Linked DNA regions of Mus musculus: region 1 is linked to region 2. A link is a contact called in public HiChIP or PLAC-seq data. All regions are on one chromosome and are shown on one strand. The core of a region is the stretch at or near the end of the contact, and the rest is flanking DNA. Distances in the headings are between cores, read along the strand shown.

The links. HiChIP or PLAC-seq counts read pairs in DNA pulled down with a chosen protein or histone mark.
Region 1: an H3K27ac HiChIP or PLAC-seq map of heart atrium shows a contact between it and region 2, with 5 read pairs. The contact joins two enhancer-like sites. A contact is called at or near these places in 4 of 39 promoter capture datasets (embryonic stem cells, hematopoietic stem and progenitor cells, liver and 1 more), 14 of 484 Hi-C or Micro-C datasets (B cells, the HPC-5 cell line, LSK cells and 7 more), 4 of 115 datasets of contacts at active chromatin or transcription factors (the HPC-7 cell line, embryonic limb bud, heart atrium and 1 more) and 2 of 9 other capture datasets (adipose tissue and liver).

The regions. Positions count from the first base shown.
Region 1 is chr5:99,337,135-99,341,712 of GRCm38.p6, reverse strand. All of the region lies in intron 3 of A930011G23Rik (RIKEN cDNA A930011G23 gene), which reads left to right. Among named protein-coding and RNA genes, the nearest start is that of Gm35314, 28 kb to the left of the region's middle. Within about 2 kb of position 1,727, at least 105 of the 459 cell types and tissues checked have an H3K27ac peak or open chromatin away from gene starts, as enhancers often do. A contact at or near this core is called in heart atrium, liver and microglia, where this site is marked.
Region 2 is chr5:99,231,855-99,236,209 of GRCm38.p6, reverse strand. Rasgef1b (RasGEF domain family, member 1B) reads left to right here. Exons shown (of 14, transcript NM_181318.4): 5 at 1,522-1,734; 6 at 2,221-2,295; 7 at 3,813-3,908; 8 at 4,017-4,119. Among named protein-coding and RNA genes, the nearest start is that of Rasgef1b, 19 kb to the left of the region's middle. Within about 2 kb of position 2,774, at least 12 of the 459 cell types and tissues checked have an H3K27ac peak or open chromatin away from gene starts, as enhancers often do. A contact at or near this core is called in heart atrium, liver and microglia, where this site is marked.

The sequences.
Region 1 (4,578 bases), core at 478-2,977, 110 kb before region 2:
TGGGGGAAGGGGTGCCTCTACGGGCCCATGCTGAGGCATCCCTTCCCACTGAGGGACAGGCCACAGGACAGTATAGTATAGAACAGAGTTTACTCAGGGCATGGGGAGGGGAGCTGAGGGAGTAGGAGAGAGAGAGAAAGAGAGAGAGAGAGAGAGAGAGAGAGAGAGAGAGAGAGAGAGAGAGAGAGAGAGAGAGAGAAAGAGAGTAGAGGAGTAGAGGCTGGCCATGAGCACATGGCAGGAGGGGGAAGGGGAATGGGGAGAGAGGGGGAAGGGGAATGGGGAAAGAGGAGGACCAGGAGAAAGGGGACAGAGCAAGAGCAAGAGAGCAAGAGAGAGGGGAGTGGGCAAGCAGCCTCTTTTATAGTGAGCCAGGCACACCTGGCTGTAGCCAGGTCACTGTGGGGCACAGCCCAGACCAAATGCCAACATGCATTGCATATATATTAAGAGGTTCATTATGAATATGGATGTTTCCATCTAAGAAAGTAGTCTAGAATTTGGGTAGATTAGAGACTCACTTTCCACGCCATATCTTTATGTATTTTAATTTTCTTCTACACTCTTCTTAGGCTATTATGAAAACTATGTAATGACTTTTAGTTAGTTTTTGCTTTGTAGATCAGGCCCAGGCTGGTAGAGATCAGCCTGCCTCTGCATGCAGAGCGCTAGGATTAAAGGTGTGCACCGCAATGCTCAGTTTGAAATTATGTAATCATTTTAAAAAGCAAAAATCATACAGATAGGTGATAAACTACCCAATATTGGGTGAAAACTTCTCACTAGCGCAGACAGGGCAACAGACCTGCAGAACAATAACCCTGAGCTTCACAGCGCTGGCTTCTTTCTTATCAATTAAAAGGACAGTCTCCTCTTGGCTTCAGTTTCAGATTTTAACGCCAGGCTCAGTAAATAAGTACTTTTTGTCCCATTTCCCATCCTTTTGCAAACATTTATCTTTTCATGAGTATGAACCAGTCTTACTGGGCAATGATTATTTTTGTTAAAGCGAAAAGACAGAAATGTCATAGGCAGGAACTGCCATCTGCCCTCCCTCCTCCCTGGACTTAGTTTTGGAAGAAAAGAAAGATAAACAGAACGGGAGGGACAGAGACACTCAGGGTCCTGTGCAGAGTGCCAAAAAGAACAGGGGAAAGATTCAAATGAGAGGAGACAAGAGGGGTGGGGGCAGTGAAGGGAAAAACGGGGAGAGTGTGGGAAAGAGAGTGGGGGCGTTGGAACTGGTACAGGCTCCAAAAGCCAGATGCTGAGGATGAGTGGAAAGGGGGAGAGAGACTGAAACAGTCACTGAAAGATTGCTGAATTTGACTCCAAGAGAGATGGCAAGGAAACTTTGAGAACAGAAATTCAGTAAGGCTGAGAAATGGAGTGGGACGTGCCACTTTGACAAGATATCAAGCATATTTTGACTGTGATGAGACTTCTTACGGGGGTAGGCCTTTTTCTGGGTGATTTGCTGGTGTCAATGACAGTTGTCCTTAACCTTCAGTCCCAGTCTTCCAACCCGAAATCAGAGAGTGCAGCACGTTCATGGGTGAGAGAGAGGCAGAAATGAAGCCGCTTGCTTCTATGTTCCTTTATCCAGTGAGGAGGAGAACGGGCGCTGAAAGAGCGCTTTATCTCATGGCCTTGCAGCTGGAGACAGCACGTCTGTCTCTCCAACAAACGTCAGTCCAGGCACTTCTGACCCAGACAGTCCTTGACAAGAGGCACCCCACCCACCGAACTGTAGCCAAGTAGCTGTAGGAGGCAGGGAGTTCGCAGAACAACCTCCAGACTCATTGGGGAAATGGAAAATCTGAGGGCAGAGCAAATCAGGACCGATGTTAGCAAAAACGAAACTCACAGGAGACACACTGGCGCGGGAAATATGAGAGACAGGGGAGGAAGAGGAGCGAATGCCGTGACCTGTAGTGCAGAATACACCCAGCTGGGTTCTGACTGCAGGATCCTCTTAAAATTCATTTTGAGGAAATGCAATTTACCCCGTGATGACAGAAAGTTTCAGGATTCTGTGTTAGCAGTTTGTAAAAGCCATGGGAATCTCCTAAAAGGACATCCACCCCAGCTTCTATGCTTTAACCCAGACTCTGAAAATCTGAGGATACCTGACCATGGATCTACTGGTGCCACACAAGGGGTACCCGAGTGTCACATGAGGCAGTGACAGAGCTGGCTTTCCAGGAGTAATTTCCTGATTTGTTACAGTAAGACACTAATTAGCCTACAGTGGATACTGTGACCAACATCCCTAGAAAACAAAGATGGGAAAACTTAGTCACAATCTTGCCCCAGGCTGCTGTTACCTTTTGTCTATATGTTGTTAGCCTATAGAGGAATTATTAATAGATTGACCCTGAGGCTTGCTTGCTACTTACAAAAGAAGAAGCTGTTCTCAAGTGCTGAGAAAAAAATGAGAAAATAGAAAAATAAAATTAAAAAGTTTACCCTAAAACTTCCTGTGGGAGTCATTTAGTAAGGTCAACAACTTGCCTTTTGAAGTGCTAGGATATCTTGAGTGTTTTATGTAAATAATTTTTTCTCTTGAGTTTCACTTTATACCTTTCTGTCCTGTTCCTTACCATGCTATCAGCAGCGGGTGTTCCACCCTTTATGTCCCCTCTGATAATCTCTAATTGAATAGTAAATAGCTGAGCATACAAAGCCATGGGCAGGACAAGAGGAACAGGTTCTGAGTCAGTACAAGAGAAAGATGGTCACCTGAACTTCAGCCTTCATGGTTGTCCGTCTGGACACCCGAACTCCAGCCACCGTGGCTGTCCGTCTCGGTTTCAGTGTGTTAACTTTGCAGGGTCATGGGATGCTGAGAACTAATTTTGTCTTCTTTATATCCTTATCTTTGGTCTTTTTAACTAAGATGCCTAGGTGCATTCAGGAATAATGAAATACTTTCAACATAAATTGAGGAAATCCTGGGCAATTGTGACTTTATGAACATAAACCGTAGCAAAAACAGTTACAGAAAGGAAGGGTAGATTCATTCTCCCATATCAAAACACATTTATTACTTCCAAAAAATTCTAATTTATGTTTGTCTTAGTTAGGGTTTTACTGCTGTGAACAGACACCATGACCAAGGCAACTTGTAGACAACATTTAATTGGGGCTGGCTTACAGGTTCAGAGGTTCAGTCCGTTATCATCAAGGTGGGAGCATGGCAGCGTCCAGGCAGGCATGGTGCAGGAGGAGCTGAGAGTTCTACATCTTCATCTGAAGGCTGCTAGCAGAATACTGACTTCCAGGCAGTTAGGGTGAGGGTCTTACAGCCAGCACTCACAGTGACACACTCACTCCAACAAGGTCACACCTCCAAATAGTACCACTTCCTGGGCAAGCATATTCAAACCACAACGATGTTTATTTTACAAAAATAATATAGTGCCTACCTCTGTAGCTGGCCTTGAACTTAGGAACTTCTAGCCTCTACCTCTCGGGTGCTTGGATTAAAAGCATGAGATACTCTACCCCACCTATTTTACAATTTTTTTTTTAAATAAGAAAAACAAAGGTGATCTCAAAAACCCCACCAAGGAGTCCTATTATTAATATTATGATGTTTTAAAATCCCACATTTATATGACTTCTGTTTTGACACAATAGTTAAGAAACACTAGTATTTCATTTTATAGAGAATCTTGTAAAGTCTCTACTTAATGTGCCATAAGTGTCTAGCCTTCTTCATCCAGTCTCTGTTTATAGTTCAGTTATTGCATAACACTGTGAATGCATGAAATGGACACTCAGGTTCACATTTGTTGGTCACTATGCACATCAGTATATTTCTGCTTTTTACTTATTTTTATGAATGTATGTATTTCAAACCAATAGTTCTCTTATGAGATTGTTTTAAAACAACATTTTTTTCCTTAACATTTTGTCGGTTCTAACCACACTGTTCAAGATAAATTTATTTTTCTAGCAAAACGTATTTCACCAAGATATGAACTAGAAAATAGATTTCATTTGGATGGAAATTATCTTGACAGCAAACTCAGTGAAAATACTAATCAAAGACAGCTGACAGTGTTTTGCTCACTCAGATGTCAAAAGCGTTTTTTTCTCTTGTTCTACTTGTATAAAATGAAAACTATCTTCCTTTCTCTATCAAAATAGTGATTTTTTAAAAGGCCACTCCTTTTCTCAATTACCCATGTCCCCCAATTTAAATAAAATAAAATGAATAGACGCCTTAATCTCCCTTTCAGAGAATGGTGACTCCATTGAACCGGGTGTATTGTTTTGTAATCTTTCCTAACAGACAAAGGTATTAACTTTCAGTGCCCAAAGGAATTGAGAAATTAACTACATACTGAGTGTCCAAGAAAAGGGAAATCCATTCCGCAAGAATATTCACAATTATATTGAGAAAAACAATAATCTTTTACCCGCTGCCTTCCCCCACTCCTGCTTCTGCACTTCATGAGACACACAGTAAGGATTTTAAAGTCAGATTGTGTCATTTATCAAATGTATTAACATTTAGTAGCATAATTATCCACTATAAATTTTTGTCAAGAGGAAAAGCAATGTTAGATT
Region 2 (4,355 bases), core at 1,525-4,024:
TGTAATGACTGCAAAAAATGTAACATGTTTTCTACTCGGGGTGCCACATGATGTAGCTAACGTGTCTAAAGGAGAGTCATATATTGGGAACTGTTGCATAGCTTTAAGAAGCAGTAGGAACACGCATGTAGACATTTATAAGGACGTTTGGTAGAGAAGATCAAAGTACACATCACAAGTCAGTTCTGGTGTATCTCAGTGTTGCTAGAGAAGGTGAGCTTGGGCTGGGTATAACGTAGCCCAGTACTTGCGTTTGACTCGTTTGGATGTCAAGGGAAGACATATTTTTCTTTGAGTGATAAATACAAATTAACAACCTCCAACCTTAATCCTCAGTGGGACCTAGATTGTTTGAAGTTTTGTTTGTTTGCTTTTTCCTTTGGGGGGGGGGGTGTTGTTTATTTGTTTGAGACTGGTTCTCATGTATCTCTGGCTGGTATCAAATTCGAAAAAAAAATATATCTTTTAGGCTTACAATTTTCAAATTTCGAAATGTTGGCAGATGCTACTGGGCACCTTTTAAAAAGCCATTGAGGAGTAAGCATAGGCTTGCCCGCATCTGTAGGCTCCCTGGGTCTGTCCTCCTGTGGAGCTATCTGCCTAAGTGCCCAGCTGGCATTGAGTCAGTCTGCACGGCTCTTGCCAACATGAGCATCATAATTTACCTCGAAGGATGGTTGGCTGTTAGCAGTTGGAGGATAGAAAAGAAAGACCAGAATAACTCCATATCAAATAACTATACTCAACAAAGGAAGGAAGGAAGGAAGGAAGGAAGGAAGGAAGGAAGGAAGGAAGGAAGGAAGGAGAAAGAGTGGTTGACTGGGAAGTCACTACTTTGCTTTAAAGAGTGTTTTAGAGGCAAGTGGTCGACATTTACCTATAATATATGAAATACCTTTGTAACCTATGCCTCCTAAGAGTCATGAGTATAGCACGGTGCAGTCATCAATGAGGTGGCATCTGGTGGTAGCATTGTGGCGAGAGCTGCCCTGAGAGAGAATGCCAGTGAACATCAGTACTGACCCGTGCACGGGAGGGAATGGACGTGAGTCAAGAGAGGTCAGATGACAAGAGTGAATACCCAATTCCACTGTAGATGGGAAAGATCAGGAAGGTGGACTAGACAGTGATGGTGCATTCTTGTCACGTAGCTGCTGTGCACTTGGCAAAACAGGGCTGGAAATTATAGGCATGGAGAAGCCCCGTAGGTGACTGTAAAATCATGGGAAGACGATGATCCACCTTGAGATAGTGAACAGAGACAGTTTCACTAGAGCACGCTTAGTTGTATGTAGTACTCATTATGCTGGACCACCTCTAGAGCTAATCTGAAGTTTCTGAGGTGTTTTTGAGGCCCAGCCTGAATTATATCTTCACAAGCAACCTGAGAGAACCTAGGTTATTGAAACCTAGGTGTTTAGCTGCTAGAGCTCAGAGCATTTGAAGACAGGGTGTCTGAGGCCTCACAGTGCTGGAGAAGAAGCAGGGCAAGAATACCATCCTCCCTTCACTTCCTAGCAGACGTACCGGAAGAACGTCCAGCAGATGATGCAGTGTCTGATCCGAAAACTCGCCGCCCTCAGCCAGTATGAGGAAGTCCTGGCCAAACTCAGCTCCACAGCCACGGACCGGCTCACGGTTCTGAAGACCAAGCCCCAGTCCATACAGCGGGACATCATGACCGTCTGCAGCGACCCTTACACATTGGCCCAGCAGCTGACCCACATCGAGCTGGTGAGGCGCTATCTGCTTTGCCCTTTGCAGCCACAGCTAGTTTGCTTTGGCAACCAGACTGTTGGCTGATAGTAAATCTCGGGAGAGAGGTCAGAATCACTCAAAAGGGGAAACATCCACAAAGCAGCCAGAGCGTGATTTGTGTGGGCATCTGAATATGGATGCCGATATCCCGAGAATTTACTCGTAAACACACCCTAAACAAGACGGGAAGCAGAGTCTACTGAATCTCTTGGTCTTTTTTCTGCCTCTAATTAGTTTCCTGTTATTGGCTTATTATTTCCTTCATTCTTCAACTGTCTTAGGAAACATTGACCTAAGGAGAGCATTGCCCCTCTTCACAACTTGAAGCTGATGAAAGTATTCAGGGTTAAAAGCCCATTTTATAACCTGGTCTGAGAAACGCGGGGTAGCATCAAAATTAATAGAGGGGAGTTGGCATCTGTTTTCTTCCCCTTTCTTTAATATTTTCTGCTTTTGTCCCAGGAGAGACTCAATTACATTGGCCCAGAAGAGTTTGTTCAGGCATTTGTGCAGAAGGATCCTTTGGACAACGATAAGGTAATCAGGACCGAGTTGTTTGTTTTCGTGTTTTCATTAGCTGTTTTGTGATTCATCGGGGTTTGTCTTGGGTTGGGTCTATACAATAGTGCCTATACAATAGTTCTACTCCATCATTTCCTCCTTATTGGGGAATTTAATAAGCCCTTCCTGGCCAGCAGACACAGTGTTGGTGAGAGAAGACGATAAGAACCTAATGGTTTTAGCAGATTAAAGCCAGAAAGAAAATCTAAGAGAACGGTCTGCCCGCAGTTCAGCAGCAGGAGCAGAGAGGCAGGATGTGCACCAAGCCTGCCTCTCTGGCCCTGAAAAGCTCCAGGTGGTCTGGCCCCTTTCTGGAAGTGAATCTGCATACATGTAAAGACCATGGTACTGGACATACACTATACATTTCATGAACACATGAACACATTTGCCCCATTCTAGAGTGACCTCTAGAAGCACTTTGAGTTGTTAGGCTATCTGCAGCTGCTATATCTACTGGTGAAGTCTCTCTGGGAGACAAGCCAACAGCTGTTTCCCGCCTTGGTCCAGCTTCTCTCAGTATGGGAAGTGAGGACTGGGTTTTTCAATAGGAGGCTAGTGGAATGTTTTGTTTGTGTCTTCTGAAAGGAAGGAAAGAGGATTAATGAACCTCCCCAAGCTTGGCCTTGAACTCCACGCTAAGATGAACAGTGTGGCATTCACCCTACTCAAGAGCATCATGGTGTAGATTTCCATTTATCTTCGGGTAAATGGTGCTCCAAAATTCTGTATTCCCTCCCCTTGCTGTGTTGATAGCAATTGGTATGAGCAGCCCAAGGCTGTTGGAGAATGAAACCCCCTGCCAACTGCATTTCTGTTGCTGTGATAAAATACCCTGATAATAAAGAACTCCGGGAGAAAGAGCTTGTTTGGCTCACAGTTCCAGATTCTAGGCCACCATAGAGGGGAAGTCAAGGTCGGAACCCAAGTAGCTAGTCACATCCCGGCCAAGAGCAGAGTGAAACATGCCAGGGTTTAAGGGGGAATTGTATGCCCTGCTTTACTCTTAGGGTGAGGGGCGTGCAACCTTTTGGCTTTCTTATGTAGCTCACTCTAAAAATGGCAAGTTCCTCAGAAATAAAACTTTAGCCTTTAAAGAGGGGAAAGGAACAGAGAGAAACAAGTACAGCCAGGCCTGTTCACACATGAGCTTCTGTGCTGTGCTGTTCAGCATCCCCTGCCCAGAAGAAATGGTGCTGCTGCCCTCAGGGGCTGGGCCTTCCTACATCCATTAACAGTCAAGGCAGTCTCGCACAGACTCGCTCTTCCCACGGGATTCTAGCTTGTCCAGTAGCTTGTCACGGAGACTATCAAGTGGACAGTTAAAAGTAACCAGCAGACCCTTCTTTGGAAGTGAGGGTCTGAGGGCACAGGCCTCCCAGGATAACATCATTTCAGAGAAACTTCAGTTCTTGGGAGGGAAGGAAGGACACGTTTGGGAGCGCATCCATGCGCATTCACAGGCTTATCTGTCCACGTTGCTTCCACTGTAGAGTTGCTACAGCGAACGGAAGAAAACACGGAACTTGGAGGCGTACGTAGAATGGTTTAATCGTCTAAGCTACTTGGTTGCTACAGAAATCTGCATGGTGAGACAACACATTGTTTTTTCCTCAGATCCAGTTTTCCTGCTTTATCTTCTATCTGTTGGGCCTGTGTGCTGGGTTCCTGTCTGCTCACGCTCGTTTTTCTTACAGCCTGTGAAGAAGAAGCACCGAGCGAGGATGATCGAGTATTTCATCGATGTGGCTCGAGAGTGTTTCAACATTGGAAACTTCAATTCTTTGATGGCAATCATCTGTGAGTATTCGTGTGTGTGTGTGTGTGTGTGTGTGTGTGTATAAACACTAGTTTTATGGGGCTTGGAAATTGTATCCACTGAAAATCTGCCTTTCCTGAAAACTCTACTCTCTTTAATCCAGAGTTATTATGAAACGTTCAGAATGCTTTATGGACCTAAACTAGTGCCAAGTACATACAGTCTTTCCTTAAAGGACATTCATTGAATGTCTTTAGTTCATCTATGCTCAGTTAAA